Linked DNA regions of Mus musculus: all the other regions are linked to region 1. A link is a contact called in public HiChIP or PLAC-seq and promoter capture Hi-C data. All regions are on one chromosome and are shown on one strand. The core of a region is the stretch at or near the end of the contact, and the rest is flanking DNA. Distances in the headings are between cores, read along the strand shown.

Region 1 (2,700 bases), core at 68-2,567:
AAAAAAAACCACCTGAGCGGGGAAGTGGTGGCACATGCCTTTAATCCCAGCACTTGGGAGGCAGAGACAGGCGGATTTCTGAGATCGAGGACAGCCTCGAAATACAGAGTGAGTTCCAGGACACCCAGAGCTACACAGAGAAACCCTGTATTGAAAAGAAAAAAAACAAAAACAAAAACACCTGAGATGGTTCTTCTCAGTTGTCAGGCTTACTCTCTCTGGAATGAACTACAAATCCAGAAATGAGGGGCACACCTGTGATTTTCTGTTTGGTGGAGTGGGTAGATCCACTTCTAGTCCAGACTTTAGGTAGGAAAGAACACCTCTGAGCTACATCTAGAGGCAGGAAGACACAGGCTTTTCTTTAATCTTTTGTTTGTTTGTTTTGTTTTTGTTTTTGGAGACAGGGTTTCTCTGTGTAGCCCTGGCTGTCCTGGAACTCACTCTGTAGACCAGGCTGACCTCGAACTCAGAAAGCTGCCTGCCTCTGCCTCCCAAGTGCTGGGATTAAAGCGGGCAGGCACACCTTTAACCTGGGCCACACCTTTTGCTGAAGCCTATATAAAAACATGGATGAAGGAAACTTTTGCACTTTGCCTTGCTCATAAGTCCGTTTCTTCACCGGCACTGGAGCCTACTTTTTCTGGATTCTAGACCAGCTGAGACATCCAGCCTTGTGGAACTAAGCAAATACTAGATTCTTCGACTTTCTGGACACATCTAGTTATTCTCCAATTAGCTGGACTGCAGCCCGTAAGTCATTTCAATAAACCCATATATGTAGATATGTATCAAAGGATTTCTTGCTAGTTGAAAGTTTTATGAGAAAGTCACTGACTTCACTCACCCTTTAAATTTGCCCCAACGCGGCTGCGCTCCGGACCTTCAATCTACCTGATCAACTTGGCTGTAGAACTTCCGAAACCACTTTATTTTACTTTTTATGTTTTTGAGAAAGGGTCTCATTCTGTAGCCTTGGAGCCCGGCGTGGTAGCACAGGCTTTTAATCCCAGCAGCATGTGGAAGGGGAATATAGTTGGATATCTGTAACTTCGAGCCCAGCTAGGGCTATATAGAGAGACCCTGCCTCAAAAGAAAAGAAAACAAAACACAATCACAAACCATGTAGCCTACGGCCTCATACTCGCAGAGCTCCATCGGGGTCCCAGAGTGCTGGACGTTTCTAGCGCTTCATAGTGGGGCCGCCTACATTGGCGAATTTTCACCGCGCCGAGGGCGGGACTTGGAGGCAACCTTTAATTGGTCAGCCTAACTCGTGACGTTTTTCTTCTGCGACAGCTTCCCGAGGTGCTTAGCTTCTAGAGACTCAGAAAGCGCCGAGAGAAGCAAGATGGCGGACGTGCTGGATCTTCACGAGGCGGGGGGCGAAGATTTCGCCATGGATGAGGATGGGGACGGTGAGGAGAGTGGAGGCGACTGCGGGAAGAGGGGAAGGTGCGAGAGGGGAATGCAGTAGAAATTTTCCTGGGACGTCACCCCACGAACTGGGTCTGAAAAGATAGACTCCTCCCCCTTGGGAAAGGAATTAGGGGCGGAACTGGGAAGGGACTGAAGCTGGAGTCTGTGTCGAAGCTTCCAGATAGTCTAGGAAACGCGACAGGTTTTTTTTGTTTTTTTTTTCAAATGACTCTTATTTTTGTTGCTTCTTATTTTCTCACCTGGAACTCTAGAAAGCATCCACAAACTAAAAGAAAAAGCAAAGAAACGGAAGGGCCGCGGCTTTGGCTCCGGTGAGTGTGGGGAATAGGGTAGAGTGGTCTAAGAGGCAGAAGCCCGCGAATTTGGGAGTGTGAGGGGGACACATTTGGAGGACAGTTTTCGGTGATCTGGTATGAATTCTTTTAGAAGAGGGGTCCCGAGCGCGGATGCGGGAGGATTACGACAGTGTGGAGCAGGACGGCGATGAACCTGGACCACAGCGCTGTAAGTAAATAGGACCTATGGGGAGTCTGTGTGCACTGGCACTCAAATGCAAAGTAAAGAGTTGTTTAACCAGTCTCAGAAAATTGCTTATTGTAGGTTCTTTTCAGAATTTTTCTTTTTTAGTTTGTTTGGTTTTGGGTTTTTTTGTTGTTGTTGTTTTGGATACAGGGTTTCTCTGTTAAGCCCTGGCTGTCCTGAAACTCTTTTTGTAGACCAGGTTGGCCTCAAACTCACAAATCTGCCTGCCTCTGCCTCCTGAATACTGGGCTTTTTAGCTTACATGTTCATACAACACTTTCCCTACCCAACAGCTGTTGAAGGTTGGATTCTCTTTGTCACTGGAGTCCACGAAGAAGCCACTGAAGAAGATATCCATGACAAATTCGCTGAATATGGGGAAATAAAAAATATTCACCTTAATTTGGACAGGCGCACGGGATACTTGAAGGTAGATTTTCTTGCTTCCCTCACTTACAACTCTTAGATACATTGATTATGTTGTTTTTGTGAGTTGATCAAGCACAGGTAGGAAGTGAAATGACATTGGAAATTGATTTTGTTACCCACATGAAAGAGACAGAAACAGAATGAGCATGTTTGTGTATATAATGGGGATATGTGGTGTATAGCTGCGAAATTTTTCTTGTAACTATGCATTTCTGGTTTAAGGAAAAGAGTACTTGGTTGGTGAAGTAAAATTCTGATACTTTTTGTTGTTTGTTTGTTTGTCTTGAGACAGGGTTTCTCTGTATAACA
Region 2 (2,700 bases), core at 78-2,577, 730 kb before region 1:
CTGTGAAATGCTCTGAGCTGATTCTAATGCCTCTTTTTTCCTCTTTCCAAATTGTTTCTTCTCAGAAGAGATTTGTGACTCCTCATTTTCTTTTGGATCCCTTGGTCCCATCTTCCTCTCGCTTTCTAGATAATCCCCCCCCCCACCTCGTCCTTCCAATAAACTTTAATCCCTCACCTACTATGTGCTGGATACAGAATGGGGCCTGAGAAGCACAAAAACAGGGTGTAGAAACCAGGCATGGGGAGGCAGAGCCAAGCAGGTCTAACCTCAGCTACAGAGTGAGTTTGAGATAGGTCTGGCCACGTGAAACCTTGTCTCAAAAAAAAAAGTAAATAAAAATAAGCAATAACAACAAAAAAAGTTGTGGGAATCCTTCAGGCGTTCCAGAAACAACTTAGCTTGTTTTCTCCAACGTCTCCCCACCTCTCTCCTAATCCTGAAAGCCCTTTGTACACTATAAAGAGCTGAGCAAACGTTTAGTCGTGTTCCTTTCAGGGAAATGGACCAGCTGCCCCTGCCCCTTGGCAGGTAATGGAGTTATCCTTTGATCAGCAGAGGGTCGGGGTCTGAGTCGGGCAGGACTGCAGCACGTGTCCCTTCTCACCCCTGCTCTCCCTAACCAGCAGAGTGCGTAAACAAAGACGGGCAGGAGGGCTGCCCGGGACTAGGGCAGTGGGGAAAGAGTGGACTGGAGAACTGTAGCTGGCCGAGTGTCCTACACTCCTGAGCATTCACACACTGGCCTCTGGCTAGCTCTCCCTGTCGCAGAGATAGCAGTAATCGCTGGGTTAGAGAGGAAAAGGAAAAGAATGGAAGGATCTCCTCCATAGTCTTTCTCCCACCCCATGCCTCCCCCCCCTACCCCCCAGCCCCTAGGCTTCCCTTTCTGAAACCTCTCCTCCCCCACATAAGTACACATGGCTACGGGTGGACATTAGCACAGACCCAGTTGTACCTACCCCCATCTGCAGCCAGGATCCAAGTCACCTTTAACAGGAGAGCGAAGAACAACATATTATCCCCACAATGGGGTACAAGGGACCAGGAATTTGGGGTTTAGAAGAGAGAGGTGGAGAGGGAGGGAGAGAGAGGAGTTTCTGGCGTTCTATCTCTTTTCTTCTTGTCTCTGTCTCTGCAGACTTCCAGGGACTTGATTTTCCACAGGTTAACACGAACTTCTGGATCCCAGGATAAATTTCTTCCTCTCTCACTTTCTCTCTCTTCCTCTCTCTGCCCTCTCCGTATGTCCCTTCGTAATCTCCACACCACTTACTGGCCAGCAACTTCACAGTTGCCTCCCGCTTTTAAGGTGGCTCGAAACCGGTGTACGTGAGGAGGGGGGTGGTGCCTGGGCTGCAGCCGAGCAGCTCCTTAAATAGCGGATTAGGCATGCAGGATGGCCCAGCAGAGCCCAGCGCCCTGGCCTTGGCTCAGGACCCTGGAGTGAGCTCTTCCTTTGCTATTTACACTGCCGCTCGTACGGGTGTCCCCTGGAACTCTCGGTCAGGGAAGGGGGGTTTCGCACCTCTCCCTCCCAGGACACCGTGTTCTCATTCCCCTGCCTGAGGAGCACATCCCTGGGTGGTATGGGACTGCTGGTGGGGAACCTGTTTCTGAAACCAAGAGAAGTTGAGCTGGTTGGAACCAGAAAGAATTCAGATTCGGGAGATAGGAGAACAGAAGTTGGAGGCTCAGGGAGCAGGTGGGGAGTGGAAAGTCAAACTTTAAAATCTGGATTGTGGAGAGCAAGAAGTGGGGCGAGGAGAATATTTGTCTTCTGCCTCGTCTTTCTCTGGCGCCTGTCACCACCCCCTTCCCTTGGTGAGGCTTAGGTCCACGTGCCTGTGTAGCCTGGGGTGGGGGTGCGGTTTTGTTTGCCGGATAAAGCCCATTTGTGTGCACAGCGGGGGAGGGGTTGTCGCAGCACCAGGGAGAGACAGCATTCTAACTACCAGATCCAGCCACCTCCCTCCCCAGGGAGCCCAGATCTAGGGCGCCTTTTGTCACTGAAGAGGACACTGACCCCTAGCAGAGAGGCCGGGCAGGAGGAGTGATGGGTGACTGTAGAAACAATTACTGTCACCATGAGAAAAAGGCGGACTCCAAAGAAAGAGAGGGGAGGGGCCATAGAAAGGCCATGTGACCAGGTGGGTGAGGGGTCCAGGGGCTTCCCGCCCACCCAACAAAGGGTCCAGGCAGGTCCTGTGGGATCAAGTGAAACTTGCTGTGGTGGAACTGAGTTTGCTAGTGGAGCATGGAGGCTGCGTGGCGTCTCAGGAATGTGGCTGGTGTGCGCTCCCCCACGGGACTAGAAATCCCGATCGGAATGTACATCCTAAGTCCCTCATTAGTGAGTGTGAAGACCACAGATAATTTCAAGCTAGATGGTGAAATCTCTCCTCCATAACCTCTGTGAGGTCTTTCTGCCCTCCTTACTCCTATCAAGTAGCAATAAATAGCCAAAACAAAGGAGCAGAAGCCAAACAAGGGCACGGGATAAAAGCCAAATGAACAGAATAATGCATGTGCCAGGTCATCACTCCTGCGGAGACAGGAGCTCAGAGTGCTTTTCTGTCCCACGACTGAGCTTCAGAGTAAGGACTTTTTAAAAATATATATATATATTTAAAATACACACACACACACACACACACACACACACACACACACACAACGTTTTATCGCTTTGCGAATACT
Region 3 (2,700 bases), core at 197-2,696, 700 kb before region 1:
AAAAATAATATTTTGAAGGGAGAAAGGATTTGTTTTAGTTCACAGATCTTGGTATAGTTTATCACAGAAGGAATTGCAACACATGGCAACTAAGAAGCAGAGAAAAAGGAATCTAAAAGAAATAATTACATAGTTTCTGTTGTTATTGTTATTTTGTGACAGAGGCTGGCCTTGGATTTACTTAGTAGATGACTGTGGATCTGCCCCTCTCTCCCTTCTGAGGGCTATGATTAAAGGAATGTTGGATCTTTCAGGAACATTAAACAGAAAAAAAAAGTTTTGGTTTTGTTTTTAATTTACTTATTTTGTTTTTGCATATCCGTGTGTTTTGCCTGCACGTACGCACACACAATGCATCTGTGCCTGTGGCCTGTGGAGTCCGGAGGATGCCTCTGAATTTCCTGGCATTGTAGTTATGGGTGATTATGAGCCACTATATGGGTGCTAGAAATCGAACCAGGGTGGAACCTCTGCTAGAGGTCATTGCCTCTCCATCCCCTCACACTTAAAAGAACATTTTAAGTAGATTCCTGTAGGAAAGGAGAGGCCTTGCTGGACAGTTTCTGATAATTGTGTTTCTTTAGGCCTGTGTTATTTTTCCTCTAAGGTGTCAATTTTGTTTGTTTGTTTTTCTGTCTTTTGGAAACAGTCTCTCCCCACCCCACCCCCCTTTCTGTGTAATCCTGGAACTCGCTCTGTAGACCAGGTTGGCCTCGAATTCAGAGATCTGCCTGACTCTGCCTTCCAGTGCTGGGATTAAAGGCGTGTGCCACCGCGGCTGGCTCTAATATTCCAACTTTTTAGCAGTGACAAATGACCTCAGTATCAACTCCTCCTGGACAGTTTTATTTAAAGGCTTCTGACTCAACGTGCTAAACTCAACTCTGCTTTCAGAGCCGTTCCCCCCTTTATGTTGGAAGTTAAAATACCTTCTTTATCACGCTCTGGTTCTACAAGCAGTTCGGGACGGGGAGGTGTCACCAACACGCTGTTCGCGCTCGCGCCCCTGCTTACACTTTAGCCGCAGAGCAGAAGGCTTGTGCTTTAAGACCACCGAAAGCTCTGGGTGCAGTGTGTTGCATGACCCACTTACAACTTGGGGATGCCAACGACGCCTTTTCCCTTCCTTTTAACCCTGAAGCCAGAAAAACCCCAAACAAACAAAAACAAACCCAACAGACACCCAAACCGTCCTACTACCAAGGGGAAAGCGCGCCAATCACACAAAGAAAAGGAGGGGGGCGACTGGGATTCAAAATCATTTCTCCGGGACGTACATCCTCCCGAACCTATCGGAATTAACTGCGCGCCTAGTCAGAGCCAATAGACACTGAGTTTCTGGTCCAGGTCCCCCCTAAAGACAAATGGACAACCCTCTAGCCCAATGGAGTCGTGTGACGCTAAGGACTCGACCAATCCCGTTGGGAGGTGGGTGGAGTGTAGGCTAGGGGGGGTTGGCGGTGCCGTGTCATGGAGGCTCAGTCTCGCAGCAGCCATTGAAGGGGAAGGAACTGCGGGCGCGCGCGTGTCTCTCTCCCTCACTCTCTCTGTGTGAAAGTGTGTGCGTGCCCGAGTGTGCGCGCGCGGGTGTGTGGACTCGGAGGTGGGGGCAGCCGAGTTAGTCCCAAGTCGTCGGACTCCATTTGCTATTCTTTTCTTTCTCTCCCACACCCGTGTGGTAGTGGGCGTTCGTCTTTGCGTCTCTTTTCATTCATCTCCAGACCTTTAGAGGTTTTTTTAGGGTTGGGGATAGTGGGGAGGGCAGGCGAGGGGAAAGGAGGAGGACATGGAGATGAAGAAGAAGATTAACATGGAGTTGAAGAACAGAGCCCCGGAGGAGGTGAGATGACTCAGCCCCCATAGTCCCCTCCCGCCCTGGATCGTGAGGGGTGGGCTTCGGGGGTCCGGGTGGGTGCGCAGGGCGGGCTGGGAAGCGCGCCCCCACTTGGGGTGGAGGCGGGGTGTTTATTTTAAGTTTTAAATCACCAGGCTCTTGTGCTTAAAATGGCGAAGGGCTTAAGTTTCTAGGGGCATTTTCGTGAGCGCGCGGGGGCTCAGCCCCATGGCGTCCTCGCAGACTGGTGGCCCGGCATCGCGGGCGCGGGCGGCGTGGGCGCGACCCCCGGGTCCTCGCCACCTGCGAAGTTGGTGTAACTTTCCCGCGGCGCCGCCACTCGGCCGGCCGCGGCCCCGGGTGTGGGACTCGCGCCGATCTGTGCCCCACGCTCCCTCCGACCGTGCCCGCTCGCGGGCAGCACGCGCCGCGGCCGGGGCCGCAGCGGAATCCCGGGACCCGACGGCGCGGGCCGCGATCCGCGTGGCGCGCGGACTTTTACGCAAGCTGGAGGCTTGTGCGAGCCTCGCTGCGCTCAGTGCGGTCGTAGGGAAGAGTCCCGAGTCTTGAAGGGGGCCCGGGAGGCGTCGCCCCGACTCCCCGCCGTCGGATTCCCTAGCGGTTTACGCCAGGTCCGCGGGTCTGGAGATTGGCCGCGGCGGGCGGGGACCAGGCTCGCTGATTCGCGGCCGCGGCGTGAAATCGAGGGACAAGGGGTCCGCGCCGCCGTGGTCCCTTGACGCCCGCTCAAAGGCGGGCATCTGCCGGGCCTCCACAGTTATCATGCAGAGCCAACGGTCCCTGAGCCCTGCTGATTTTCGTGGTTCCTTTGCGGGTTTTGGTGACTGGAGGCGAGAGAGAGGTGG
Region 4 (2,700 bases), core at 36-2,535, 970 kb before region 1:
TTTTCTTACAGAACCCAGGACCGCCAGTCCATGGAATTCCAGCTTGTGTCAAGTTGATATTAAGTCTAACCAGTCCACCAAAGATCTTCACCGTTTTATATGGTGCTGGGGATCAACCCAGGACTTCTACAAGGGTAGGCAAATTCTCTACCAACTGAGTTACTCCCGTAACCATCCTTTGTTCATTTTAGACAGCAGGCTCATCATGTAGCCAAAAATGAGTTTTAAATTGAGTCTCTTGCCTCTGCCTCCCCAGGCCTGGGCAAGCTCTTCTGCCAATTGAGCTATAGGCCTAGCCACCATAAATGGCTCATATTTTAGACTTTTACTGTTTGGGGATAGGGTAGGGAGCTAGGCTCTTCTGGCAGCCAGAGGTCAACTCTGGAAAGTGGTCTCACTCCTTCATTGTTAGGTGGGTTCTGTGTATTGAACTCAGGTCTTTAGGGCTGGGTTTCAGGAGCCTTTCACCAGTTGAATCTTTCACAGGCTCCACATAAATAACCCCTTAATAGCTGTCCATGAAAAGTCATTTTGGCCAGGCAGTGTGGGGCACGCCTTTAATTCCAGCACTCGGGAGGCAGAGGCAGGAGGATTTCTGAGTTTGAGGCCAGCCTGATCTACAGAGTGAGTTCCAGTGCAGCCAGGGCTACACAGAGAAACCCTGTCTCGAAAAACAAAAAAACAAAAACAAAAAACAAAAAACAAAAAAAACCGGAACGGAAAGTCATTTTGGAACACAGGGAGTGAGGGCTCACAGTAGAAAAATGACAGAGCAGGACTCCCCCTAACTTTTAAGCAAATCAATGGTTAATATTCCTTTGTGTATGAGACTGGAGATGCCCTCCCTGGTTTGCTCTTCCAGGGTTTAACTCCCAGCACCCACCTGGAGGCAGGCACACAACCACAAATACACACAAACAAAAAAGTGTTTAAGACTGGTATGTTATAAAAACACAGCAGGTAGTGCAACGAGAAAGGCTAAGGCAGGACTGCCTAACGTTAGGACCAGCCTGGGCTATGCAGAGTTCCAGGGCAGCTTGAAATTCAAAAACCGACACAGATCAGCAGGCGTTCCCGAGCAGGAACCATTCCCCGGGAAGCCAAGCACTTGGCCAGCCGGGCTGAGAGTTGTACCGGACAAAAAAGCACAATCCGTCCGCGAGCCAAGGCCAGGTACCGCGCTCCGCCAACCGTAGCCGCGGAAGCCGCGAGAGCGCTCCGGCCGGAAGAGGCGCGGAGTGGCCGGGCCAGCCCTCCGGAAACGCCCGCCCCTTTCCCCTTTTACGGGAAGTCCTCGCCTGCGTCAGCACGGCCCTAAGGCGGCGGCAGGGAACGGCCTTCCTCACTCCTGACTTCCGCCTGCCTCCGGTCTGGAGTCGCGGCCTTCCCCGCTCCTTCCCCTCAGCCTGCGGCGTCCGACCATGTTTGGCCTGCGGAGAAACGCGGTCATCGGCTTGAACCTGTACTGCGGCGGCGCCAGCCTCGGCGCGGGCGGCGGTTCTCCGGCAGGGGCGCGCCTGGTGGCCGAGGAGGCCAAGGCGCGGCGCGAGGGGGGAGGGGAGGCCGCCCTGCTGCCCGGCGCGCGGGTGGTCGCCCGGCCGCCGCCCGTGGGCGCCGAGGACCCCGACGTCACCGCGTCGGCCGAAAGGCGGCTGCATAAGTCGCCCGGCCTCCTCGCCGTGCCGCCCGAGGAGATGGCCGCGTCGGCCGCCGCCGCCATCGTGTCTCCGGAGGAGGAACTGGACGGCTGCGAGCCGGAGGCCATCGGCAAGCGCCCGGCCGTGCTGCCCCTCCTGGAGCGCGTGAGCGAGGCGGCCAAGAGCTCCGGGGCCGACGGCTCTCTGCCCTCCACGCCGCCGCCGCCCGAGGAGGAAGAGGACGACCTATACCGCCAGTCGCTGGAGATCATCTCGCGCTACTTGCGGGAGCAGGCGACCGGCTCCAAGGACTCGAAGCCTCTGGGCGAGGCGGGCGCGGCGGGCCGGAGAGCGCTGGAGACCCTGCGGCGCGTGGGCGACGGCGTGCAGCGCAACCACGAGACGGCCTTCCAGGGTAAGCGGCGCCCGGGCCGGGCCGGGCCGTGCGGGAAGAGGGAAGAGCCGGAGCCTGGCTCTGCAACCAGAATTTTCTGGCTGTGAGTCATTGTTTCCGCCCATCTGGCTGTTGGGTTCAAAGACCGGAAAGGGTGGGATGTCACTGTCGGCGTGGGGTCTGCCTGACTGCTCTAGAGCCGGGAGAGCACGGTCCCCTCGTCGTGGGTGGGCAGAAGGGTAGTGCCCCGCTGCAGACAAAGGAGGCCATGAGGTTTCTTGCTTTTCTTCTCAGGCATGCTCCGGAAACTGGACATTAAAAACGAAGGCGATGTTAAATCTTTTTCTCGAGTAATGGTCCATGTTTTCAAAGATGGCGTAACAAACTGGGGCAGGATTGTGACTCTTATTTCTTTCGGTGCCTTTGTGGCCAAACACTTAAAGAGCGTAAACCAAGAAAGCTTCATCGAACCATTAGCAGAAACTATCACAGATGTTCTTGTAAGGACGAAACGGGACTGGCTTGTCAAACAAAGAGGCTGGGTAAGTTCGTCTTGTGATATAAAGGGACCGTGGAGTGGAAATGGGGTGCAGGATTTTGTGAAGGAGAAGGCACCTAGAGGGTTTTTACAAAGTTTCTCTCCGGTTTCAGATTTAATTTATGTATCTC
Region 5 (2,701 bases), core at 148-2,647, 530 kb before region 1:
CCCACATCAGACTTAGCCAGCAGGGGCTAGTATGATCTACGGAATTCAGTGAGACCAAATCCTACCCTCTTCTCAAATTTGTCACAAAATAGTAGTTGCAATCGGTACTCCCTGGATCTTCTAAGCTCTGGCTTGCTAAGTTGCATTGTAAGTTGTGGTATCTTCCAAAGGCACCAGCTACTTTGCTTGGCTGAGACATGTATACGTGGCCTTAGGTTCAGCCCTAAACTTTCAACTCTAAACTTAAGGGTATTTTTCCAGTGGGTTTCCTGTTTCAGGTGTCAGTTCCTAGTCTGGATAATTCTGTGCTCTATCCTTCCCCATTAGAAACCAAAATTCTCAGCGAATACTGAGGAAAATGAAGAGCCAACTGCATTATGCTTTTACATAAACCCAGTGAACATAATTTTGATAATAAACACTGCCTTGAATGTGTGGATTCTAGAGATCTGAGTTAAATTTTAGGATTCATTTGGTTAGAGTATAGCATAAGCTGGGCCCATTTTTGTGTTTTCAATAAAGTAGTTCTTCTGGAAGCAGTCCATATTCCTTTACAAACATGAAAGGCTGAGATGGCTTGTTTGTGTGCTCCTAGGCACAGCTCATTGTAACCTCCGTGACATATATGTTTGTTTTGCTTTATATAAAATATTTCAGTGAATTCTATTAATACTAAATTGTTAGATTGCTGATGCTTGGGATTTATGTCTTGTTGCGTTTTCTATTTCCAGTCTTCCAGAATACAGTGCTTTTACAACAGTAGGGCTTCAATAAGTAAAGGCATTGAGTTATGCTGTAATGTTGTAAAAACACATTGACAATGTGTTTTTACAACATTAACTAAAAAACTGACTGTGGCAGGGATGTTACTAAGGGAGTATTGTTATGCAAGTGAATATAGCAAAGGGTACGTTCACGTCAAGAGTGAAGGAACAAGGGGAATGCATAGCTGGGTGGGGCTGGTTTGTAAGAAGCGATGTTCAATTCAGTCTGGTTGGTCCAGGATTGCGTGGAGTAACTAGAATTTCAACCTTCTCAAGTATTTTTATCCTTCTCACCTTTCGAAAGCTACTCCGCCAGTCTCCATTTCTTCCCTTAGGGCTGGCGCCAACTGATGCGACCCCAAAGTCTTAACAGTCCATGCCGAGCTCCCAGCTCCCGCTCAAAAGTGCCTCCGCCCGGGGGCTCGGGGACGCGAGCCAAAAACGCGCGGGGTCACGCGCCGGGCAAGCGCCAAACCGGCCACAGCCCCAAAGCGGTCCCGAGGGCGGGGCTGCTGCGGGGAGGGGCGGGGCGGGACGGGGCGGGGCCGGCCGCGCCGGGCGGGAGGAGGCCCGGGGGCGGCTAGGGTGTCACCGCCAACCCGCTCCGGCCGGAAACGGGCGCTTGTTTCCGGCCGGACGGCCGAAAGCCACCGATCCTGAACCAGCCGCTGGAGTCGGAGTGGCGACCCGGTGTGGAGGAGCCGGCGGAAAGCCATTGGGAAGAGGCCAGCTCCGGTCAGTCCCGGCTTGGCTCCAGCTCTATCTCCTGTGGAGAGCAACAGCCGCGGTCGCAGTGTCCGCCTCCGCCTCCATCGTCGTCGGGGGAGGGGCCGCTTGGACCCCGGGGTCACTGCCGAGGAATGAGGCGAGGCGGCCGGGCCCCGCGCTCCGCCCCGGCCTAGAGCCTTGCCCCGAGAGTCGCGAGGGTAACGGAGACCCCAGCCCTGACACCCTCCCCATCTCCTCCCCGCTCCTCCCGCCTCTCCAGCGCCCCAACTCTGCGTCGTCGAGCTCCACTGCTCACTCTCTCTGACGAGACTTCACCTGAAGCCATCTCCCCCTGAGCACCCGCTCTCTGCTTGGTCCCCACCTTCCTCCTTCACGCCAATCTTTCACCTGCGTCCTGCGCTCTCAGCCCTGGCCGGCGGTTCCTGTCCCTTCCCCAGCTGTGCTGGGCAGTTTGGATAGTCCCCTCTTGTCAGCTAGACTTTGGGAGACGGATGGCGGAGTTTTAGGGTGGTCTAGATGCAGCCCCCCCCCCCCAAGTAGGATAAAGTTCTTTTAAAGTCACTATAAAAGTAAAAAAGAAAAGCCAAGTTTGTTCTTAACGATAGCCAAACTGAGGTGCGTCCAGTAATGGAGGAAGGGGGGTAGGGAGGGAGGAGAGAGAGAGGGAGAGGGGAGAGAGGAGAGAGGAGAGAGAGACTGTGGTGAGTGTAGGTGTAGAAATTCTAGGGCAGGCTTATGGACTTCAGAAAAAAAAAGTTTCTGTGCGCTGATGGAAACTTTAGAAGCTGATGATGAGTAAGCTGGGGGCTGTGTGATCGCACTCTTCTCATAATTACTAGGTTAACGGTGTGGCTCCTGTTGAGATGGAATGGGATTTGTTTACTGGGCCGGCGTATTTTTAGCCTGTCGGCTCACAAGGACCAGCCCTCAGAGTCTGTCTCTCTTCTCTGGTGATAGAGTGTCAGTCTAACATAGGTGTCTTTTCTGGGCACAAGACACATGTAAAAATGGGGAAGTTGAGAGAAGCGAACTGGTGAGATTTGATCTAAGAGGTTATTCCCCCTCCCCCAAATTTTTTTTTCCCCTTAGGGAATTTTCATGACTGCAAAGCCAATCGCTAACCCGCTTTGACTTTGGCTTTCTTTATCTTTTTGTGAATACTACATAGGGTGTTTTATTTAGAAGCTGGTAATTTGTGGGTCTTTGGC

Evidence for each region. Promoter capture Hi-C pulls out the DNA fragments that hold promoters and counts their contacts. HiChIP or PLAC-seq counts read pairs in DNA pulled down with a chosen protein or histone mark.
Region 2: a contact with region 1 is called in a FOXA1 HiChIP or PLAC-seq map of pancreatic cancer cells. The contact joins the promoter of Car14 here to the promoter of Rbm8a in region 1. A contact is called at or near these places in 1 of 39 promoter capture datasets (pre-B cells), 1 of 115 datasets of contacts at active chromatin or transcription factors (pancreatic cancer cells) and 1 of 9 other capture datasets (pancreatic islet).
Region 3: a contact with region 1 is called in a promoter capture Hi-C map of liver, with 7 times the contacts expected there. The contact joins the promoter of Anp32e here to the promoter of Rbm8a in region 1. A contact is called at or near these places in 2 of 39 promoter capture datasets (both in liver) and 1 of 115 datasets of contacts at active chromatin or transcription factors (neural tube).
Region 4: a contact with region 1 is called in a promoter capture Hi-C map of liver, with 4 times the contacts expected there. The contact joins the promoter of Mcl1 here to the promoter of Rbm8a in region 1. A contact is called at or near these places in 2 of 39 promoter capture datasets (both in liver) and 1 of 115 datasets of contacts at active chromatin or transcription factors (pancreatic cancer cells).
Region 5: a promoter capture Hi-C map of pre-B cells shows a contact between it and region 1, with 6 times the contacts expected there. The contact joins the promoter of Otud7b here to the promoter of Rbm8a in region 1. A contact is called at or near these places in 1 of 39 promoter capture datasets (pre-B cells), 1 of 484 Hi-C or Micro-C datasets (B cells), 2 of 115 datasets of contacts at active chromatin or transcription factors (memory CD8 T cells and pancreatic cancer cells) and 1 of 9 other capture datasets (pancreatic islet).

Annotation. Positions count from the first base shown.
Region 1 is chr3:96,628,611-96,631,310 of GRCm38.p6, forward strand. It overlaps Rbm8a (RNA binding motif protein 8a), which reads left to right and starts at 1,318. Exons shown (of 6, transcript NM_001102407.1): 1 at 1,318-1,418; 2 at 1,692-1,751; 3 at 1,867-1,944; 4 at 2,256-2,392. The coding sequence starts at 1,352. It also overlaps the pseudogene 6330549D23Rik.
Region 2 is chr3:95,903,358-95,906,057 of GRCm38.p6, forward strand. Car14 (carbonic anhydrase 14) reads right to left here and starts at 1,328. Exons shown (of 11, transcript NM_011797.3): 1 at 963-1,328. The coding sequence starts at 1,017.
Region 3 is chr3:95,927,811-95,930,510 of GRCm38.p6, forward strand. Anp32e (acidic (leucine-rich) nuclear phosphoprotein 32 family, member E) reads left to right here and starts at 1,447. Exons shown (of 7, transcript NM_023210.4): 1 at 1,447-1,840. The coding sequence starts at 1,787. Gm46815 (a long non-coding RNA gene) reads right to left here and starts at 1,215. Exons shown (of 3, transcript XR_001783926.1): 1 at 930-1,215.
Region 4 is chr3:95,657,436-95,660,135 of GRCm38.p6, forward strand. Mcl1 (myeloid cell leukemia sequence 1) reads left to right here and starts at 1,286. Exons shown (of 3, transcript NM_008562.3): 1 at 1,286-2,052; 2 at 2,326-2,573. The coding sequence starts at 1,422.
Region 5 is chr3:96,103,130-96,105,830 of GRCm38.p6, forward strand. Otud7b (OTU domain containing 7B) reads left to right here and starts at 1,398. Exons shown (of 12, transcript NM_001025614.1): 1 at 1,398-1,690. It overlaps Gm30044 (a long non-coding RNA gene), which reads right to left and starts at 1,227. Exons shown (of 2, transcript XR_375856.2): 1 at 1,059-1,227.